2 separate regions of the Sus scrofa genome follow, and region 2 is linked to region 1. The links are chromatin contacts, called in public Hi-C maps. All regions are on one chromosome and are shown on one strand. Each heading gives the region's core, a stretch centred on a gene start, on an enhancer-like site or on the middle of the called end of the contact. The rest is flanking DNA. Distances are from core to core; before and after follow the strand shown.

The links. A called contact is a pair of places that touch in the nucleus more often than the background predicts.
Region 2: a contact with region 1 is called in a Hi-C map of skeletal muscle, with 2.9 times the contacts expected there. The contact joins two enhancer-like sites. A contact is called at or near these places in 1 of 47 Hi-C or Micro-C datasets (skeletal muscle) and 1 of 2 datasets of contacts at active chromatin or transcription factors (skeletal muscle).

What each region holds. Positions count from the first base shown.
Region 1 is chr11:71,037,819-71,041,285 of Sscrofa11.1, forward strand. No RefSeq gene overlaps it. Among named protein-coding and RNA genes, the nearest start is that of METTL21C, 18 kb to the left of the region's middle. Within about 2 kb of position 1,918, at least 3 of the 83 cell types and tissues checked have an H3K27ac peak or open chromatin away from gene starts, as enhancers often do. A contact at or near this core is called in skeletal muscle, where this site is marked.
Region 2 is chr11:71,197,303-71,200,769 of Sscrofa11.1, forward strand. LOC102165734 (putative methyltransferase-like protein 21E pseudogene) reads left to right here. Exons shown (of 5, transcript XM_021065901.1): 5 at 1-3,467. Among named protein-coding and RNA genes, the nearest start is that of ERCC5, 57 kb to the left of the region's middle. Within about 2 kb of position 1,634, at least 11 of the 83 cell types and tissues checked have an H3K27ac peak or open chromatin away from gene starts, as enhancers often do. A contact at or near this core is called in skeletal muscle, where this site is marked.

The DNA of each region.
Region 1 (3,467 bases), core at 668-3,167:
ATTATCTCACTTAAGCTGGTAGGTCAGGAAAGGCTGGGACCCACAGGAAGCAAAAGATTTTTTTCTCCCAAGAGGGAAATAAGGGGAAATAAAGGGAAGAAAGCGTGGAGTTCCCTGGTGGCTCAGCAGGTTAAGGTCCAGTGTTGTCACTGCTGTGGCTTGGGTCACTGCCCTGGCCTAGGAACTTCCAGATGCCTCAAGTGTGACCAAAAAAAAAAAAAAAAAAAAAGTAACAAAGCATTAAAGGAAGGTTGCAGAATTAATACTGCCTTTGGTTTCCTGCAAGAGATGCTCTGCCTACATGTCTCAGGGAGCCTGGCTTTCTTGCATCCGGAGCCCACCTTCTAGGTAAGGAGTGTGCGCGAACCAGGAGGTGCCCACCCATCTTCTGGACCGAGCTGTGGGTTTCTAGGGTCCAGAACACCCCATTGCAACAGTTCTGAGCCAACTGGTAGGGTCTGAATGTGTTTGTTTTCCCAGTTTGTTCTCCAGGGAATGAACAAACATGGCAGGACCCAGCAGTGGGCAAGAGACTGCTCTGTGTATGTGTGGCTGTGGGTGTGGGTGGGTGCCGCTGTGTCCACACCCAGAAGCATGCAGTTCTCCTTCTTGGTGGGAGCAGAGCCAAGTTGGAAAGGAAAGGGGGGCGCTGTGGGCCAGAATCCTGACCAAGAGGGGCCCTCTCTGCACTGTCCCTTCCCCGAGCAGATCTCCAAGAGCTCCGAGGAGTCTAAATTTGAGCCCGGACTCCCAGTGCATCATGAAGATTTATTTGTCGCCCTGAAAGATAGAACATGTTTTATATGACGGCTCATTAGTTTGATTTATAACTTTTACGGATATAGAAAAATGGTATGTGGGTGTCCCTGGCGTTCTCGCCCTGGGCCCTGTGCGTGTCAGGACAGCCTTTTATATGGCAAGTGTTGGGCCATGAATTCAGAAGAGGAGGAGGTCACGGTGGGCTGGTGTGAGCCGTTAAGAAAGGCTTCATGAAAGAATTCACTGCAGGAGTTCCCGTCGTGGCGGCGCAGTGGTTAACGAACCCGACTAGGAACCGTGAGGTTGAGGGTTCGGTCCCTGCCCTTGCTCAGTGGGTTAACGATCTGGCGTTGCCGTGAGCTGTGGTGTAGGTTGCAGATGCGGCTCGGATCCTGCGTCGCTGTGGCTCTGGCGCAGGAAAGGGGCTGCAGCTCCGATTCGACCCCTAGCCTGGGAACCTCCATATGCCGCGGGAGCAGCCCAAAGAAATAGCAAAAAAGAAAAAAAAAAAATTTCACTGCAAACCATCGTACTTTAGGCTAGGAGACCGCTGAGGTCATGCTCGCAGGAAAGTCAGGTTATCTTTTATTTAGGCTCCTGGAGAGACATGGGGAAACTATGAACCTAGCACAGGCTCTTACTTTACAACAAAAAACCCAGGGAGGTCGGGCAAATAGGAAGAGAGCGGGGCCTGAGCCAGTTTCCTGGCTGGCAGTTCGGTGCCTCTCCACTTTCCCATTGGCTTCAGCTGCCCAGTGGGGTTGGGGCGGGGGGGAGCAACACTTGGGATAACGCAGGAGTGCAGGGAGTTCAAGGTGGGACGAGAAAGGAGACCCAGCCTCCGGAAAGGGGGCGGAAGAGGGCCTCCCCTCTGTGTCTGGAAACGTAGCCTATAACAGCTGCCTTTGCGATCTCATGCGTGATCTTTAAAGGTAATGCGAATTGTATGTTCTGTTCTCTAAGGAGGCTTTGGAATTAAGCTGGGGGTGGAACTCAGATGCTGCTCCTTCACTGGTGACTTTGGGCAAGTTATTGAAACCCGGAACCTCCGTTTCCACATCTGTGAAATGGGTGTAATAATGCCACAGTCTGTGTGTGGAGTAAACTTGACATCACGTCTATTGAGTGTGCCTGGTGCTTGAGCACTGCTGGCTGATGACCCTTCCTGGCATCTGTGGGAACAGCGGTTCCCTAAAGAAGTGGCGGCTCGTGGTATTGTCACATGGTTCTGCGTTGTACATCAGGACGGAATTATTTGGTGTTTAGAATGTATGTCGCAATTTATTTACTGTCTTTGGAAGATGATATGCCAGCAACAGCTGAGTTTTGAAGAATTGATGATGTGTTAACTTAGAATGAACACAGAGTCATGCTGAGTCCTGGTAAATTCATGGTGCAGCAGCTCACAATCAGTTGAGATTCTTGGATGAAGGGCAAGCTTTCCTTTCCAGAGTTCCAGTCTATTTTTGTCAGCAAGGAGAGGTGATAGGGCTTATTTTGTAATAATGCTTGTAATCCTATGATCGTCTGCATGTTCTAAATCTACTAAGGAGTCGGCTGAGATGTGGTGGTAGGCTTTTCTGGATATTTAGGGGAAATATCTCCCTGAGCTGCCGGGGTAGCCATGAGGTTGTTTATATGCTGTGCAGACAGGATCAGGAAGAGGTTTTGACAGTGTTTTTAAAACCAGTGAACGACTTAAGTATGAGATGTATGAGTCTTCAAATGAAACTGGTAAAAATATAGGAATTGGTGGTAAGTATGTTCTCCTTGGAGGGACCAGGAGGTTTCGAAGAAATGGAACGTTAAAGTGAGTCAAGCCATCCATCCCTGGTCACTGAAAGCAGCAGAACTGCTTTCCCCACCTCTCCCTCACCCTTCGGAGTTTTTTTGACCCCTGTCATCCATTGCCCACAGCCCACCCCACCCCTCAGACTCCTCACCAGTCTCTTCTGTGTGTCCATCAGCCTGGCTCTTTTGTGTGTGTCTAGATTCCACATGTAAGTGAGATCATATGATCATTATCTTTTTCCATCTGACTTATTTTACTTAGTATAATGTCCTCAAGGTTTATCCATGTTGGCACAAATGGAAAGATTTCATTCCTTCTTTATGGCTGAAATGTGTGTGCGTGTATATAACATCTTCTTTACTCATCAGTGGACATTTGGGTTGTTTCCATGTCTTGGCTATTGTGAATAATACTGCAATGAACATAGGGGTGCATGTGTCTTTTAATATTAGTGTTTTGGAGTTCCCGTCGTGGTGCAGTGGTTAACGAATCCGACTGGGAACCATGAGGTTGCGGGTTCAGTCCCAGTGGGTTAATGATCCAGTGTTGCCGTGAGCTGTGGTGTAGGTTGCAGACGCGGCTCGGATCCCGCATTGCTGTGGCTCAGGCGTAGGCCAGTGGCTACAGCTCCGATTCGACCCCTAGCCTGGGAACCTCCATATGCCATGGGAGCGGCCCAAGAAATGGCAAAAAATAAAAATAAAAATAAAAAAAATAAAATAAAATTAGTGTTTCCATTTTCTTAGGATAAATATCCAAGAGTGGAATTGTTGGATCATATGGTGGCTCTATTTTTAATTCTTTGAGGAAGTCTCTGTCGTGTTTTCCACAGTGGCTGCACCAGTTTACATTCCCACCAATAGTGTACAAGTGTTCCCTTTTCTTCAAATCTTTGCCAACACTTGCTATTTTTCTT
Region 2 (3,467 bases), core at 384-2,883, 160 kb after region 1:
CTAATTATAATATTATACAATTATGCAATCATATAGTTATATAATTATACAATTATTCTAATGAATATAATAGGTAATAAGAATGTGGAGTTCCCACTGTGGCTCAGTGGATTAAGAACCCAACTAGTATCCATGAGGATGTGGGTTCCATCCCTGGCCTCACTCACTGGGTTAAGAATCTGGTGTTGCCATGAGCTGTGGTATAGGTTGCAGATGTGGCTTGGGTCTGGTGTGGCTGTGGCTGTGGCTGTGGCATAGGCCCACAGCTGTGGCTCTGATTCCACCCCTAGCCTGGGAACTTCCATTTGCCGCAGGTGGCCCTACAAAGAAAAAAAAAAAAAAAAGAATGTGCAGTATTTTTAGGGTGAGGGGAGCAAAGTGCCAGAACTGCTGGGAACAGATTTCATATTTTTTTTTGAAGGTAATTCAAGGAAGCTGAAAGGCAATTTTAAGAATGCAAAAATAGCTAATGCAGCTACCTTTTATGTTCCTGGTGGTGTATTTTTTTCTTCTCTAGGAAGCTATCTAATGGCTGTCATTCATTCAGTATTTATTGGAATCCCACAAAATGCCAAGCGGGGGCTGTAGACACACAGTGAACAAGGGAGATGGGCCAGTCCTCCTGGAGGCTTCAAGTTCAGTGCAAATGAGCCGAGGCATTAAAGTTAGTGCTTGGCAGGGGATATAGACCCATTTACAGAGTAATGTTAGGTGTGCTGACAGGAGGAAACCTAATTCACACCAGGGGGCCAGTGAGGACTTCCTGGAGAGAAAACAGGTAGCTGGAAAAGGAGCTGGAGAGAGGAGACAGGGAGCCTTTCTGGGCAGAAGGAACAGCATGTGCGCAGTTTTTTTAAAAGGAGCCAAGGGTGACTTCTCCGAACTACTTGCTGGAGAATTGTAGCTTCTAATAATCCTTGCTGAAATAACTCCGTTTATGGAATACTCACTGTTTTGGGCTCTGTTTTACCTATTTCACATACAGCATCTCTCTGAGTACCTCTGATGCCTTGGAGGTATCAGCCCATTGTACATACGAGGAAACTGAGGCTCAGTGAGCTCACCTTCTCCAAGCTTACACACGTGTGTCTGTTGGGACCTTGGTCACTAAGGCATCAAAGCCTGTGCTCTTTTCAGGGACTGCCCTGGGCCCAGTTTCCCCTTTGAACCCTGTTCAGAAAACCCTGAACTTGACTTTTATTCTAGCTAATTTGAAACAATCCAGTTGAGTGCATGTTTTCTTTATTTGCCTCCTGAGCACGAGTTGGCTGAAGTGGGATAATGCTGAGATGTTCTGCCTTGTGAATTGCTTTTCACAGTAAGTCAGGAGAGAATGATTTGACACATGTATGTATGTACCCAGCAAAGCCTTAAATAAAATTTTCTTTGCAAGGAATATCAGACACATCTTAGCTTAATTAAAGATAGGTAGTGAGCTTCAACCAGCTCAGGCAGAATCCAGGGGGGGCAGGGGGTGCCCTCAGGCGACTTCTCCGAGGGAAAGGCCAAGGGGGCGGGGCTGAACTTTAAAACGTCACCCGATCTGTCAGCGATGCTGGTGTTTACAGGGCTGTTCCTAGGTGACAAGGCTCACTGCATCAGCACCGACTAAGCCGGTCCAGGAAAGCACCTTTCAGCAACCTTTCAAGGCAAGAGCAGAACTGACTCAGGCCGCGTGGCCTTCTGAAGCCCAAGCAGAGGGCACAGGGGCCGTGCTGAGGACACTGGAAGGACACCAGCGTCTCTACAGCAAAATGCTTGGCTAGGTGGAAATGGCCTGTGGTGCCCTTCAGCCTGAGGCTCATCGGATGACAGGCACCTCACTTCGGGGAGGCTGACACTGCTGAGTAAGCCTCGCACCCTGGCTGGAGGCCTGGACCAGTGACGGGATGTAAGGTGATCAGCGGGGGCGGCCTGCTTCTGTGACGCCAGGACAGAGCAGCTGGCAGGGGCTGTCCCGTGAGGGCCCATCGCCGCTGGTGGACAGAGACAAGAGCCAGAACACGGAATGTTCCAGAATCCGGAGGAGGGGGAATCCATGTATCCCAACTCCCCGCAGGACGTGGCAACCCCGGGGCCGTCACAACTTCAAAGGCAGGATGGCGGGAGGGGACACTCAAGGGAGAAAAACCTCAGGGTTATGGAGAAGGAGGACTCGCAGGAGGAGCTTCTCCGTGAGGGTCTCGTGGCACAGAGTCCTGGTTGAGGTTGACACGGATCTGCAGAAACGGAAGCCGGAAGCCGGCTGCCTGACATCGCCACTCAGCAAGGACCTGAACCTGGAGTCTGATCGATGCATGAAGTCCAAGCCAGCATCTGCGGAAACGTCAGCTCGACTGCCCAGTCAACCTGCGTCAGATAAAAAGCGTGCTGTGATTCCATCTTTTGCTTCTACCAAGTGGGTGAAAAGCTAAGCACCACCGGATACCCTTCCCTCCAAGCTTCCGGAAATTAAATCTGAGCCTGAAATGACCAACGATTGCCACTGGGAGGCCCCAGTGATCTGTAAAATGAACTCTCCCATCTGAATAAGCAAGTGAAAAGACATGATTTGAACAAATGAATTGAATTATGAAAGATTATATGCAAATGCATCAAAGGCAGTACAGGGTAAACACACAGAGTATATAATGTGATACAAACGTGCTGCCAACCTCGTTCTCGTTAATTGGGGAGGGGGGGAAATTCGGTCCCTGCTTCAGAATGCACACAGAAAGAAACGCTCCAAGAAAAGGGACAATAAGGGCTGGTTTCCTGTTCTTTGAACACTGTGCAGGTGTTCCCAGCTGCATAGGTGTGTGTGCACATGCACACATTTGTGTCTGTGTCAGGGAAGCGTGTAAGAGAATGGAGGAAATATCTGGCCATGTTTTCCTTTCTTGTTCTCAGACTGGAGCAGGGGGGTCAGAATCCCCTGGAGAGCTTGTTAAACACAACCAGCTTTGCCCCCAATCCAGAGCTTCCGATTCAGCAGATCCGGAGCGGGGCCTGGGCATTTGCATTTCTAACGGGTTCCCCGGCGATGCTGATGCTCCTGGTTCTGGGGAACACTCTTTGAGAACCTCTGCTGTTGTCGCCCATTACCCTCCAGCCTGTTGTTCAGTGGAGACTCGGGCCTTTGGTACATGAAGAAGATGCTCCCTTCTCATCGTTCCACTGTATCCTCTCTTCTCTAGCTGATGCTTCATATTTTAAAATGCACCCTCTTCCCTGAGGGAACACTCTTTCCCACGGGCCGTTCCCTGAACGCCCTGGCTAGCTCCCTCTGGGCTCCGTCTTTCCTAGGCTGTTGGGAAGACACCTTTATTCAGCAAGGCATGATACAGGCTCACCTTTTTGCTTGTCCTTAATGCTCTTTTATGTTGATGCACCGTTTATGTTCATTGTGCGTCTAAGCATGGTTATAAATAGTTTGTGAAGAGGGAGTAAGAAAAATGGTATGGAGATTATTTCACAGTCAAAGACTA